2 separate regions of the Mus musculus genome follow, and region 1 is linked to region 2. The links are chromatin contacts, called in public Micro-C maps. All regions are on one chromosome and are shown on one strand. The core of a region is the stretch at or near the end of the contact, and the rest is flanking DNA. Distances in the headings are between cores, read along the strand shown. Region 1 holds the start of Fgf3 (fibroblast growth factor 3). Region 2 holds the start of Kcnq1ot1 (KCNQ1 overlapping transcript 1).

Region 1 (6,884 bases), core at 3,480-5,979, 1.5 Mb before region 2:
AGCAAGACAGAAAGACACCTTTAATGTGTGAATCACAGCCCCCTCCACGGTCCACTGCCTCAGGTTGCCAGGACTGACTGCCATTGGCTGGGCTCCATCCGGGATTAGGATGACCCCTGTAATAAGAATTCCCTCTCATGTAACTCCACATACATCTTGAACTTCGAGTCTTCCAGAGTCTCTGACTCAAGCCCCTTAGCAGCTGGCACTTGCTCTTTGAAAGCTGTAAAAGGCATGCAAGTTCTTGGTCCCCCAAGCAGCCAGCCCAAAGACAAGGGTGGGGAGGCCAGGGCTCCAAGTGAATCTTGGGTGCCCACTGGAGTTGGTCTCAGAGGGCTTTCCAGGTGGCCACTCAGGCCACAGCCAGTCCACCTGTATGCAGCTGGGTGCTTGGAGTGGCCCTGGTAGACAAAGTCTCCATCTTGCCATGATCACTTGGGCTCTGCTTCTTCTGCCTCCGCTGCCTGGGCTGGCTGCCCTCTCCTGGGGCTCGTGGCTGGCTACTCTGCAGCAGCCGCACCATCTCATGGTCCTTGTGGCCCAGCACTCGGGGCAGGAAGAGAGAGGACTTTTGTGTGCGGCGGGTCTTGAAGCCCCTGCGTGGCCGACCCTTGCCATTCACCGACACGTACCAAGGTCTCTGGGCACCAGGTTGCCGTTGAGCTCCTGGCCCACTGGACCCTGTGCGGTACAGGCGGGAAGCATATGTATTGTAGCCCAGCTCATGGATCCGTTCCACAAACTCACACTCTGCGTTGTAGTGATCCTGTGAGACAGAAGCCACAGTCAACAGCCTTGGAGCCATGATGTCAATGGGGCTACATCTCCCCAATGCCTCCCTTTCTCCTAAGGCTGCCTGGACCAGCAGTCCACACCTGCCACTGTCTAGGCAGCTTGGCTATCCAACCTGTCCAAGTCTGTGCCCTGCTCCAAGTGACTTCCTTCCACTATCCCCTTTTGCTGCAGCCTTGCACTTGGCTCAGTGCTTGGTATGTGGTAGACAGAGCATGCTGGAGGTGGCTGGCTAGCTGGTGTGTCAGAGGGTGGATGAATGGATGTGTTGGTGAGTGGCTGAACAGGCAGGTGGATGTAATAGGTGGATGGGTAGCTAGGTATGTTGCTGGGTGGGTGAGTGACTGTGTAGGTGGATAGACAAATAAATGTATCAGTGGTTAGATAATTGGGTGTAAGGATGGTACATGGGTGGATAGATGGATGGATGATAGGTTGGGACGTATGAACGAGTGTATAGATGGAGGTGTGGGTAGATGACTGAGTGTGTAGGTGGGTGGATAGATGGCAGGCTGAGTAGATGGGTGGATAGATGGATGGATGGATGATAGACAATGAATGGACAGACTGTCATGAAGGATGAGCTGACTTCATTCAGCCTGCTTTTACAGTAGAGGGAGCTGTGGGCAGTTGTGGTCGAAGACTTCCAGGAGGTGGGGATTGACTATGGAATGTCACTGTCCCATGGATATAGCACATAGGCAGCCACATTACGCACCCAGGACACCCAGGGACAGGTCTACAGGAAGAGGCCTTAGACACCAGCCAGCAGCTGAAAGAAGCTGGGACCTGTCTGCAAGTCTGTAGGACCATCCCTGATGGGTTATCTGGAAAGTTCTACTCCAACCAGTGGGACCCCTGACCTCATCATCCCTGCTCCCCTGAAGCCAAGAGAGCACAGGCATGCCCCCCATCATGTTCTTCCCTGTGGGCAGATCTGTCATTGAGTGTACCCAAAACCTCACCCTAAGGCAGAGTTTCTGGGGGATAGTCAGGTTCATTGTAAAGTCAGCTGAGTTCACTCACTAGAGTGGGTCAGGACACAGAGTCTAAGAGTCAGGGAAATCACCAGCCCAGCTCTGCAGCAGCTAAGACCCATCACTCAGGCAAGAGTGTGTTTCTGTCACACCTCAGGTCAGGAGAATGGAGACCCCTGAGCTCCTCCTGTTGCCCATCCAGGAGCGTGGAGGCCAATTCAGCTAGGTTAGCTGGGGAACCCCAAAAGCCATCCTGCCTCCTCCCCCTGCCCTGGGATGACCACACTTTATCCTGGCTTTGATACATGGGTGCTGGAGACCCTCAGGTTCTCATGCTGTGCAACCAGTACTAGACTGACAGCCATTTCTCCAGTCTCCTGCTAAGCCAGACAACTGTTGCCTTCCCACCCTGAGAAGAACAGGCCAAGCACCAGCCTTCCTCCTTCCACAGATGCAGGGCAGGTTTGCCATGACCTGCTCTCCCTCAACTGCAGCTATGGTGGCTACTCACACCATGGAGGTTTGGGACCCTGCTGCCATGCTCACTTCCTGTCTCCATCATTTCGACGTTTAGAGAAAGAGACTGACTTCAGACAGGTGGAAAGGGCATTTTCCTGAGCACCTAAAGTCTGTGTTGGGCAGGCACTCAGAAGCCCAGGAGGGATCTGGACGAGCTTGAGTCTGGCATGACCTGGGGGCTAAGAAGTCTATCTCTCATGTCCTCTTCTGTCCCCCAATCAGATGCTCAAGCCAGATGGTTATTCCATCAGCACCTGCCCACCAGTAATGGAACTCACCGAAGCATACAGCCGTCCTCTCTTGTTCATGGCCAGGTACCGCCCAGAAAAGAGCCCTTTGATGGCCACCACGCCCACTTCCACCGCAGTAATCTCCAGGATGCCTGGAAAGAGTCAGGAAGAGTCCATCAACGTCTCAACCTAAGCAGAACCTCAGCCTGAGCCAGCTTCCCCCTCTAGGCTCAGGAAGCTGGGACAGGTCTGGTTGGAAGTCCTGGTAGGAAGAAAACATTGAGCAGGTGGTAAGGAAAGGGGCATCCTGCCACTGTGCGGGAGACCTTAATCCTAACCTCAGGAGAAGACATGATGGGAATGTTCTGCCCCTGCCATGCACCTTGGGTGCAACCTGGACAGATCGACCCAGTCTGTATTTTGTGCAATCTTGTGAATGCCTCGGTCTCGCAAGCATCAAGTAACTTAAGCCACACATAATGGTTTGGGAGATCCAAACCCCAGAGCAGATGGAGACCCAGAAGGGGAGGTGGCCAAGACTCTTAGGGAAGCCAGGGTTTGCAGCCCAGCCCCCCACTGGCAGCAAGTGATCCAAAGATGTGTGCTGAGAGGTAGCCTGCCACAGAAAAGGGCCTGGGTGCTGAGGAAAGGTGACAGGGCTCACCCAGGCCTAAGAGTAGGTACAAAAGTTAACAATCTCTCAGCGCAGATGACAGAGAAGTTGCAGAGACTGATCACCAGAGTTTGATCGAGGAACCCACATGATGGAAGTAGAGACCAGACTCCAGCTAGTGGCTCAATGACCTCCACACACTCACTGTGGCACACAAAACAAACAAAATACAAAAACAACCAAACTTCTACCAGCCTTTGCCGTGAACAGTATAGTGCTTTTGGGAGGGGAGCGGAGGTCAAAGACCCCCGGGATAGTGGGTCGAGGATTCACTCCCTTTCTAGGGAGCGGCCGCTGGGACCCAGCATGGTCCAGATTACCGGACTCAGTTGAGATTCTGCCCTAGCCACGGTTTGGAGGGGTGCAGGATGAGGCCTCTACAGCTGGCGCCAGACGAGCACCAGACTGAGTGCCCCTAGGTGGCAGCGAATGTGCCCCTCCTCTACATCTGGGACCTCCCGGGATCCAGCAAATGGGGAGTGGTGCGCATGAGGAGCCCCGCGCTCCAGGCCCGACAGGGTCTAGTCCCCAGGACGCCCCCGCGGGGCTGCGGCTTTGCAGGAGGAAGCTGCGGTTCCCCCCCGCCGCCCGCGCCCCCCGTTCGGCTTCCTGCGCCCCGGGCGCGGTGAGTTTTGCGCGGCCTCCCTCCCACGCAGCGAGCAACGCTCCTGGTCCAGCTCCGCTCGTGGGTACCCAACTGAAGAAGCCAAACCCTGCAATACTCGGGAACTGGCCCTGGGTATGATCGAGCTGCGGGCTGTGGGTGCGTGTCAGCAGCATCCGGAACACGAGGGGACGCCTGTTTGTCCTGTCGCGCTCTCTTGCAGGGCGCAGGACGCGGGACAAGCCTGTCGTCAGATGCCGCGTTGCGGAAACCGAGCTCTGCCTAGTGGAGTGTCCTCCGCGCATCGGCTGAGAGCAAAGAGAACGAAAGGGACTGGCCATGCACCCCGGGGTCGTCAAAACAATAAAGAGGGCGATAAATCCTTGTCCAACGGCTTTTCATTGAGTAATAGAAACGTGTCAGAACCGGGGTCGCCTCCCGCGCAGCTCCTGGGGGAGCGGGACGGGCGGGGCAGCTTGCTGAGTTCGGTAGCTGGGACCGCGGCGGCGTCTTCGGACTGACCTCAGCTCTGCCTCTATCTAGGACGTGGCGGCAGGGGACCGAGCCCTCCGGTCTCTTCCGCCACCCTCCCCTCCCTGTCCGGACCTGAACACTCACTATAGGCGCTGTTCTCAAGGCTGCCGTTCACGCGGCCGCTTGGGTGCAGCTGGAGGTGGTACTTGGTAGCGCAGTAGAGCTTGCGGCGCCGTGGCGCCCCGCCGAGGTGCTCGTAAACGCCACCACGGCCGCCCGCATCGCGTCGTAGTCGCGTCCCGGGCCCCGTAGTTGGCCAGCTGGGTTCCAGCAAGCTGAGCAGCAGAAGCCAGATCAGGCCCATCCCGGCATCGCGCCCGCCCGCAGCGGCTGCTGCGCCAGCGCGGGTCTCACGAAGGCGCGGCGCTGGGAGCACACGCCCGCGCGCCAGGCCGGCTCGACTGTGGCTAGGAGAGGAAGGGAGGGAGAGGGGGACCGGGAAGAGGTGGGAGACAGGGGAGGGAGGAAGAGGAGGGGAGACAGGGAGAGGTGGAGAGAGGTGGAGATGGAGATAAGGACGGGTGGAGCAGGAGAGGGGAAGAGATAGTGGAGAGAAGACAAGAAAGAGGAGAGGGAGATGGAGAAAGAAGACTTTGAATTTTCACCCAGGAATGGGGGTCGTGTTTCTTTGCCGAACACAGTTCTGAAGAAAGGGCGCTTGACAACAAAAGGCGGCCGTGGTCCCTGGCGGGGGCGCGGGACTCAGGCCGGGCGTCGCCTGCGCACAGCTCCCGGGCCAGAGCCGTCGGGCCGCCGCTCCTCCGCCGTGCGCCCTGAGCCCCCTCCCGCCTCTGAAAGGTCCCCGCCCCGCCCCCGCCCCCAGACCAATTATGCCTCGGAAAATTATAGAGCGAGGCCTAAAGGCAACCGCCCCCAGGCCCTGTCACCCCCTCCCGCCTTACATCAATCCTGGGTGCACAATGGGACTGTGGATGACTGATGTCTGCGCAAACAACTTGCGGGGAAGTCTAGCTGACAAACGCTCATGAAAGGCGGCGCCTAATCCAGAGCAATTGCGGAGGGCGGTGCGTGGGGAGCCCGGGGTTGGGTTCGTGCAGGTCGCTTCTCACACCGCAGAGCGGTCCTCAGGCGTCCAGTCTTGTGGCCCAACGGCCCAGGGACTCTAAGCTCGAAGCTACCTAACTGACCAGAAGGTAGCACAGGAAGTTTGCACACCTTAAGTGGGAGTGGTCTATCCCAGCGGTGGTCCAGAGAGGGGACTGCACAGATAGGAGCAGAGACAATAGAGTCACAGAGCCTTAGAGCCCAGGAAATCTAGGCAGAGACAGAAATAAAGGTGGGTGAGGCAGATGACAGATTTGGCTGAAGAGAAAGAAGGAGGAGAGCAGTGGAGAGGGGGAGGAATGTGGAGATACAGAGGGCAACAGAACCGAAGGGAAAGAAGATCCCACAATGGCGCCCGCATGCCCACCTGGCAGGCTGAGGGGGAGTCCAGGTTCAGGGAATAGCTCCCTGGACCCTGAGCTCTTGACCTCAGTTCCTTATCTGCCAAGGGCCTCAAAGAAGAAGGACTTCCTGAGGTATCAGAAAAGGTCCCACCCCACATCCTGTGCTTCCAACGGTCCCCTGGCCAGCAACTACCCTCAGGCATGCCTCAGGACCCTGTGGCATGGGTCACAACATTGGTTCCTAAGTTGATCCTGAGCTCTTGGGAGGAGTCTGGCGGGAAGCCCTTGTTGATGTGAGATCCTGAGAAGTGTTGGGGTGGGGGGACCTCCACGATACAGAAGCTATTACTAGCACACACTGGGACATTTTCCACCCTGAGAACCTCATTTAGGGTAGCAGGCCCTCTTCAGCATGCTGAATGCACATGTCCTCCACAGCTGAGCACCCTCAACTGTCTCCCAGGGCCTCTGTTCTAGCCAGGGTCTGCAGGGTCTCTGCCCCACGCCTAGCCCCTGAGAAATCTTAAGCAGTCTGAAAACTACGCCACTGAACTGCTAAAACCCTGGAGTCACTGATGGAACCTGCTTTACAGGGGACAGCCCTGTGTCTCGAAGACCAACCTAAGCTCCTAAGATGTCACAAATGAATCCAGAGGGCATCTGGATCCAGTTACCTTCCTGTGCCTGGCCAAGAGAAGTGCAGAAGCCAGGTGTGCTAGAACAGGCCTGCTGCATGTCAGCCCTGGAGATGTGGAAGCAGAATCCTGGGGTCAAGGCTACAAAGTAGATCTGAAGCTGGCCTCGGCCTTGAGATCCTGTCTTAAAAACAAACAAATCTAAGAAAGGGACTGGAGAGATGGCCCATTGGTTAAAAGCACTGGCTGTTCTTGTAGAGGACATGGGTTCAGTTCCCAGGACCCACATGGTGGCTCTCAAATGTCTGTAGCTCCTGTTCTAGGAGATCTGACACTATCTTCTGGCCTAGGGAGACACCAGGCACATATCTGGTATAAACACCTACATGCAGGCAAAAGGTATCCGTACACATAAAAATAAATTTTAAAACACACGCACTGTGGTGGTTTGAATATGCTTGCCACAGGGAAAAGCACTATTAGGAGCTGTGGCCTTGTTGGAGGAAGTATG
Region 2 (6,625 bases), core at 214-2,713:
AGGTTCTTGAGGGACCCCATTAACTGCACATCTGCTCTGGGATAGGCAGAAAAGAAAACCACCCATCAGGTAGGAGGGTAGGACTGGCCCTTTGAATCAAATGCAGCATGTTCCAGACGGGCCCAAAAGGAATTGGCAAAGCAGATGTGTGGCCTGGTAGGAGGTGGGGTACCAAGCTAGGAGTAGCTTCTGAGGGTAAAAAGGAACTGTCTGTTGCTAGAGGATGACACCAGTTTCTCTTTTCTCCAGCTAAATAACAACAGGAGAAAAAAAGAGAAAAAGAACAGAAAAGAAAAAGAAAAAGAAAAAAAACCCAAACCTAAAAACCGTGCCTTCCCCTCCTTCCCCCACATATACTCAGTCATCTTTGGCAAGAGAGCTTCCTGGCTGTTTTTGTAGACATATATTTTCAGCAAAAGCAGTTAAGATGTATGGCTTCCTTGCGTGCTTTAGATGACCACACCCTGGCCTGTTCACAGGACTGGCTCTCCCTCCCCTTCCCCTAAATCCTGTTTGAAGTCAATTCTGGGTAGGGGTGGTTTGGAGAATATACCCAGAGTTCCACATGCTAAAACTATAGTTTGCACAGAAATCTGCATTCCCCCCCCTCGCCCCAGGCTTGCTTATGAATCCTGGGCAAGTGGATTGTCCCCCAAATCTGGCATTTTGTCAAGTTTCTCCAGGCTTTAGGTCAATGCTAGATACAGGGTGGTGCGTAGACAGTGTTAGTCAAATAAATGCATGGATAAGTAAGTGGACAGAGTGGAAACGATCCTGAACACTCCAGTGACAGGGCCAGGAACCAAGAGAATCTGGAGGATGGGTCGAGTGGCTGGGGTCTAACCTCAGGACTATCATTACCTAGTTTTATAACATGGGCAGACCCAGGGCCCCCTCCTTTTCATAAGTAAGATAGCCCCAAGACTTTCCTTACTTGGTGATTAAAAAAAAAAAAACAAGCAGGGTGGCCTCCTTGTGTGCTTTAGATGACCACACCCTGGCCTGCACAGTAGGATTCCATGGGACAGCTGAGAGGGTGGATTGCTTTTTTGCATCCCAAGGTCAGGCCAGAGCCAGGGGCATACTCATCTTTGGCCATGAAACCGTTTAGGTACATTGGCTGCCTCAGGTATCTGCCCTGTACTGCATTGAGGTTGGTCTCACACTTATTCAGAGTTAAGAACCCCAGGTTCAGCTAGGAAGGGATGAGGAAGGTAGGCCTTAAGGGGTGGTGGACCCAGCAGGCTAGGTCGTACAATCCTGTACAAGCTCACCCAATCCAAATGCTGGAGACATCAGGCTGTTTCCTCTTGGCCAATAAAAATAGTCAGCACAGAGCTATCTGTATCCAGCCTATCATGAGGAAGAGCTCCCTAGTCATTATTCAGCATCTGTCCAATCAACAGTGTCGTGGCTGCCACGTCACCAAGGTCTTGGTAGGTGGCCTAGCCGTTGTCGCTAGGAGGAACAGTTGCCTCAGCACGTCTGCGCAGCTTTCCTTGCGGCGCCCCTCCGCGTGGTCTATGATGGTGCATTTTGGTCCAGTCAGGCCCGGTGTGGTCGGCCTCATTTTGGATTACTTCGGTGGGCTTCTCCTCGGCGTGGTTACGGTCTAGTACACCTTAGTGTGCTTTTCTCTGCATGGTCCTTCCCAGCGTGGCTCGTCTCAGCAGCGTGGTTTTCATCCGTGTGATCGTCCTCTGCATGGTTTTTCACGGTGAGGTCATATCAGCCAGCCACCAGCCTCAGCATATTTGTCCACAGTTCTTTTGGAGCTGCCTCTGCTCGGATCACTTGAGCACTACACCTCAGTCCCGACTAGCCATCCTCAGTGTGCTTTGCTCAACGCGATCCTCCTCAGTGTTTGTCCTGAGCCTAGACCTCCATGGTGAGGTCTTATCTTGTTTCGTCATGGTGGTCGGCGATATGGTCCGATCTGCCTCAGCAATTGGGTCACTTCCGTGTGGATCGTTTCAGCACGGATCACTCCAGCGCGGTCGGCTGCCTTGGCGCGATCCACTTGGCTTCTCAGCATTTTTTTTTAGCCTGCTGGGTTCTCTCAGTTTTTCTTCAACACGCTTCTTTTCCCTCTGTGTGATTCTACTTGGAGAGCTTTTCTGTTCAGCTTGGTTCCCAGCGCTTCTTTTTCTCGGCATGGTTCTCCTAGGTATGGTTTTTTTCTCAGCGCGGGTTTCTTCTCTGAGTCAGCACGGCACAAGTCGCAAGTCCGCGTGGCCGCGCTCATCATAGCCTCCCCCTCCTCGCGGCAAGCACTCACGGCCAGAAGCAGAGGTGATTCGTGCCGCGCTTTCGCGGCTGGGCTCCATCTTCGTTTTGCCGCAGTGGCTCCGTATTCGTTTTGCAGTTACGGCTCGGTCCTCGTTTCACGGCCGGTCCTCGTTTCACGGCCGTGGCTCAGTTCTCGTATTTTGCGTCCACGTCCCCATCTTTGTGGCCCAGGCTTACAGAAGCAGGGGTGGTCTTGAGGCCCTTTGAGCCCCGAGGTCGGTCGAGTCCCAAGGTGAGTGGCCTAGGACACCGGCTCAGGCCTTCGGATTCTAAACCCCGGGCCGAGTCAGAACGCACTGGAGCTGAAACCGAATCGGGTCTGGAGACCCCTGAGCTTTGTAGCCCGGTGTGGCCAGCACCAAGGTAGTGAGTGGAGTACGTGTTGTTATGTGGTAGCTGTTTTAATGCTGAGAGTGAGGGGCTCCGTTCGGAATGTTCGCGCATGGTGGGGGAAGGGTATCGTGGAACTGAGGCTGGGGAAGGCTGCTTATTCGGAGTTTTGAACCGAGTTGTGATCTAGCTCTTGGATCCGAGTTGGGTGTGTGTATGTGTGGGTCTACAGTGGTTCCGAGTCTAGAGTGGAGTCACGATTGGAATCGGGTAGAGATTCGGGTCTGGAGCCGACTCGGAATTCAGGTGTGGGGGATTGGGAACTTGGGGTGGAGGCCGCAGTGGTTGCAGTGGGTTCTTAACCTTCCTTGTGCTTTGACCCTTTAATACAGTTACTCATGTTGTGGTGACCTCCAACCATAAAATTAATTTCATTGCTACCTCATAACTGCAATGTTGCTACTGTTATGAGTCATTATGTAAATACCTGTGTTTTCCGATGGTCTTAGGCGATCCCTATGAAAGGGTTGTTCAAGCCTAAAGGGGTCACGACCCACACGTTGAGACCTGCAGAGTCAGAATCAGGTCTGAATTGGGGGAATAGCAGAACTGGGAGTTACCTCCAGATTTTCAGTTGGGATTTGATTCTTTTCTGTGGTTTTAAATTGAGATCCCAGAGGCTCAGGTCTCTGTTGGGGACCAGACTGAGGGTTTCTAGTTATATTCAGGACCTGACTGGGCAGTACAGTAAGAATTAAAGTTGGTTTTGAGTGTGAGCATAATGGTCTGAGGTAGGGATCAGGACTGAAGTATAAAGAGTCTGGTTTTTAACAAGTGGGAATCACATTTTGAGACATGGGGTCCCATGTGGGTCAGAGTTGATTTAAAGGACCAAGGCCAGGGCCCAAACCTTAGTCCTCCATTTTGTTGTTCTTGTTGGTCACATTCCCTTTTCTGTAAAATGGGGAGGAGTGCTTTCCGCTGTAACCTTTCTGGGCATAAAAGGGAGTAAGTAATTCATAGAGGTAAAAATAGTCTTATCTTAAATGATTAAAAAGTGTAAAATATTTCTCAATAGTAATAAGGACAAATAATATGCATTTAACAATCTTTTCTCATACCGTGTGCCCTTTGTTAGGCACTACCAAAAAGGAACCTTTTCTGTTCTGTTCCCTAGAGCTTGCCCCACCCAGCCATGGGCCTAATACACAGCCATCCTCAGGCAATACTTGCTGAAGGAAAGCAGGCAGGCAGGATTAACCAGATTTCTATGGTGTCTTAAATGATCCATTTCTGCACCTGTTTTCCAGATACTAGGAGAAAAATTTAAAGGATTGGATTGCTTGATTATAGTTCTATTTTAATGTGTTACCAAACACACTGAAGAAAAAAAGTGGATCTGTTTTGGGATTTGTGCTCCAGCTAGAAGGATCTTTTAAAATTTCGAATCAGAGCATGTCCAAATTCAAATAAGGAGAGCACAAATAAAGAAAATTATGAGGCACTTCCCTGGTGAACATAGATGAAGGTCCACTTACAGTATTAACTAACTGAATCCAAGAGAATTTTGAACAACAGTTCTTAGACAAGTAGGATTTCTCCTTGGGATATAAAGATGATCCAATATCAGAAACTCTATCCGTGTAAGTCACAGTATTAAGAGACTGCAGGAGAAAAAACATATGGTTTTCTCAATAGAGGCAGAAAATTTACATGATGAGGTTTGACGCCTATGTATGCATTTGAGGGGGCTGGAAGGACATTACTTAGGAAGCCAAAAACTAGAAGAGAATTTCCCTAACTTGATACAGTGTATATCCAAATTTAACTTTTAAGTAAACTTAAAAACTATTATTCCTGGTAAGATAAGGAGCAGGCCAAGGGTATTTTCCTAGCCACCTCCTAATATAAGGAAAAGAAATGGAGATGTAAGACTTCCGTGGCAGGAAGAGCGAAACTAATGACTTAGAGAGAATAGTTGTATTTGCATTGGGGTTTGCAAACATTTTGATGTTACAATCTTTGTGTACTTAAAAAATTATTAACTCCCCCTCCCCACATTTATTTAAGATGGACTATATTTATTGGTAGTTACAGTCTTAGACATTAAAATTATGTGCTTAAACATAGAGCTGTATAATTGTATATTCCAGGGAGGTCATATCTCTGGAAAACTCTGACTTTGTGAGAATCAAAATAGAGACTGCAGATGAGTTATGGGCGTATTTATTCCTCAGACCATCTGTGACCTTTCCTGGGAGGGTCTGAGAAGGCTTCTCAGAAGTTTCTTTGGACTTTTCTTTGAAAACTGCTGAACTACCTGAAAGATAAGGTTTTGCAGCAAAAGAATTATTTGGGTATATACAGTATACCCAAACAAACAAATTTTTAAAACCCCACATTTCTTTATAACAATAGTGATGTAAAAGATGTAAGAAGTGCACTCAGATACAAATTAGAATAGCAACGAGATTGTCTGGTCTTTTTTTAAGACAGTGTTTTTGGGAAAACTGTAAATTCCCATTGGAGATAAAGGAAGGTATTTGGATGTGCAGAGACATTTGTTTTCTTGGAAAATTTAGCGTTAGAATCCTCAGTATTTTGCAAATCTGTAAATTTAGTTAGATTGCAGTCAGACTTCTAGCTGGAGGATTTAACATCTCTTCCTCAAAAATGTATGTGAAAGAGAAAGATGTACAAATGCCAAGTGAACTTTGAAAAACATTCCATGGCTTAGCAGCCAGAAGGGTGGAGTGACAGAGACCCAGAACAGAGCTCAGTGAGCTCAGCCCCGAGTCTGGGGAAGGTGACATGTGATCAAAGTGGCACCACATATCAGTGGAACCTCCTTGGAAGATGTTAAAAAACAAGTAAAAGAGAAACATCCTGTGAACTCAGAGTCCTTAGAAAGGGGGAGCTCCAAACTGTAAGTAAAAGGTAGTTGCTATTTATTAAGAAAAACTACAGAGAATATTTTCTAGGGTAGGGTGGAAGTCTTAAGTAGGATAAATCTCAAGACTCAAATTTATGAACTTGAATAGGTGCAAAAATTAAGGATTTCTATGAACCAAATCCATCATGGCCAGTGCCACTAGTTCCATAATTGAAAGACATGATTTGCCTTTTTATCCCTTCTCATGCAAAGTTCTGCCCATGACAAATTACAAGATAACCAGAACACTAAAACCAGGGAGCAGCAGCTGAGACGACGAGAAAGCAAATCAGAGGAAAAGGTAAGACAAGAAACTCGCAGGAGGGTTACCAGTGAAGATATGCTCAAACTGAAGTCACCAGAGAAATGCAAATCAAAGTGACATTTATTTTTCTTCTGAGAACCCTTAGAAAGTAGGATAATGCCAAGTGTTGGCAGAAGGTAGGGAGCGAGACTCCCCGCCTGCCGCAGGTGAGAGGGGAGACCGACACAGACATTCTGGAAAGCTGGCCAGCATTTTTTTTCCTCAAATAAAATATTTTATACCTGCGGCGCAACAGTTTCCCTCCTGAGTAAACATGCTGGAGCAGTTCTCCCCCAGAACAAGGAGAGGCTGTGTGTGCCTGCTCAGCACAGCATGGCCTGGGGGTGGTGGGGTGGTGGGCATTTGGCTCTGGTTGCTGTGGTTAGAAGCAGGGGACTAGATGTACACTTCACAAGATGGAGACACATGGAAACGGTGCTGAGTGACACAGACAGCAAACAGAAGGAGGGTTTCAGTCCCTGCCTTGGTGTTTAAATTCAAATTACACCCCTCCCAGACCTGCGCTAACTGGGCATACTGTCCATACGTACAATGATATTAATAAGCTACTCCAGAGCAGCTGTCTGAGTGGAAGGGAGTGGGGGTTACAGGATGGAGATAGGATGCAAAAGCATGGAAGGAGCAGAGTGGTCCTTTTAAACAGACCCTTTCACAGTAACAATTTTATGGGCAGAAGGCTGTGATTTACTCTGTGTGTTATGCACCAGGACCCAAGAGCCAAGTATGAAGAAGTGAATGTGCACCCATCA

Evidence for each region. A called contact is a pair of places that touch in the nucleus more often than the background predicts.
Region 1: a contact with region 2 is called in a Micro-C map of embryonic stem cells, with 3 times the contacts expected there. The contact joins the promoter of Fgf3 here to the promoter of Kcnq1ot1 in region 2. A contact is called at or near these places in 1 of 484 Hi-C or Micro-C datasets (embryonic stem cells) and 1 of 115 datasets of contacts at active chromatin or transcription factors (embryonic stem cells).

What each region holds. Positions count from the first base shown.
Region 1 is chr7:144,836,457-144,843,340 of GRCm38.p6, reverse strand. It overlaps Fgf3 (fibroblast growth factor 3), which reads right to left and starts at 4,729. Exons shown (of 3, transcript NM_008007.2): 1 at 4,414-4,729; 2 at 2,567-2,670; 3 at 1-766. The coding sequence starts at 4,633. The coding sequence ends at 353. RefSeq lists an enhancer at 5,552-5,590 and a promoter at 4,721-6,406.
Region 2 is chr7:143,291,385-143,298,009 of GRCm38.p6, reverse strand. It overlaps Kcnq1ot1 (KCNQ1 overlapping transcript 1), which reads left to right and starts at 1,463. Exons shown (of 1, transcript NR_001461.5): 1 at 1,463-6,625. The region is part of intron 11 of Kcnq1 (potassium voltage-gated channel, subfamily Q, member 1); the gene reads right to left.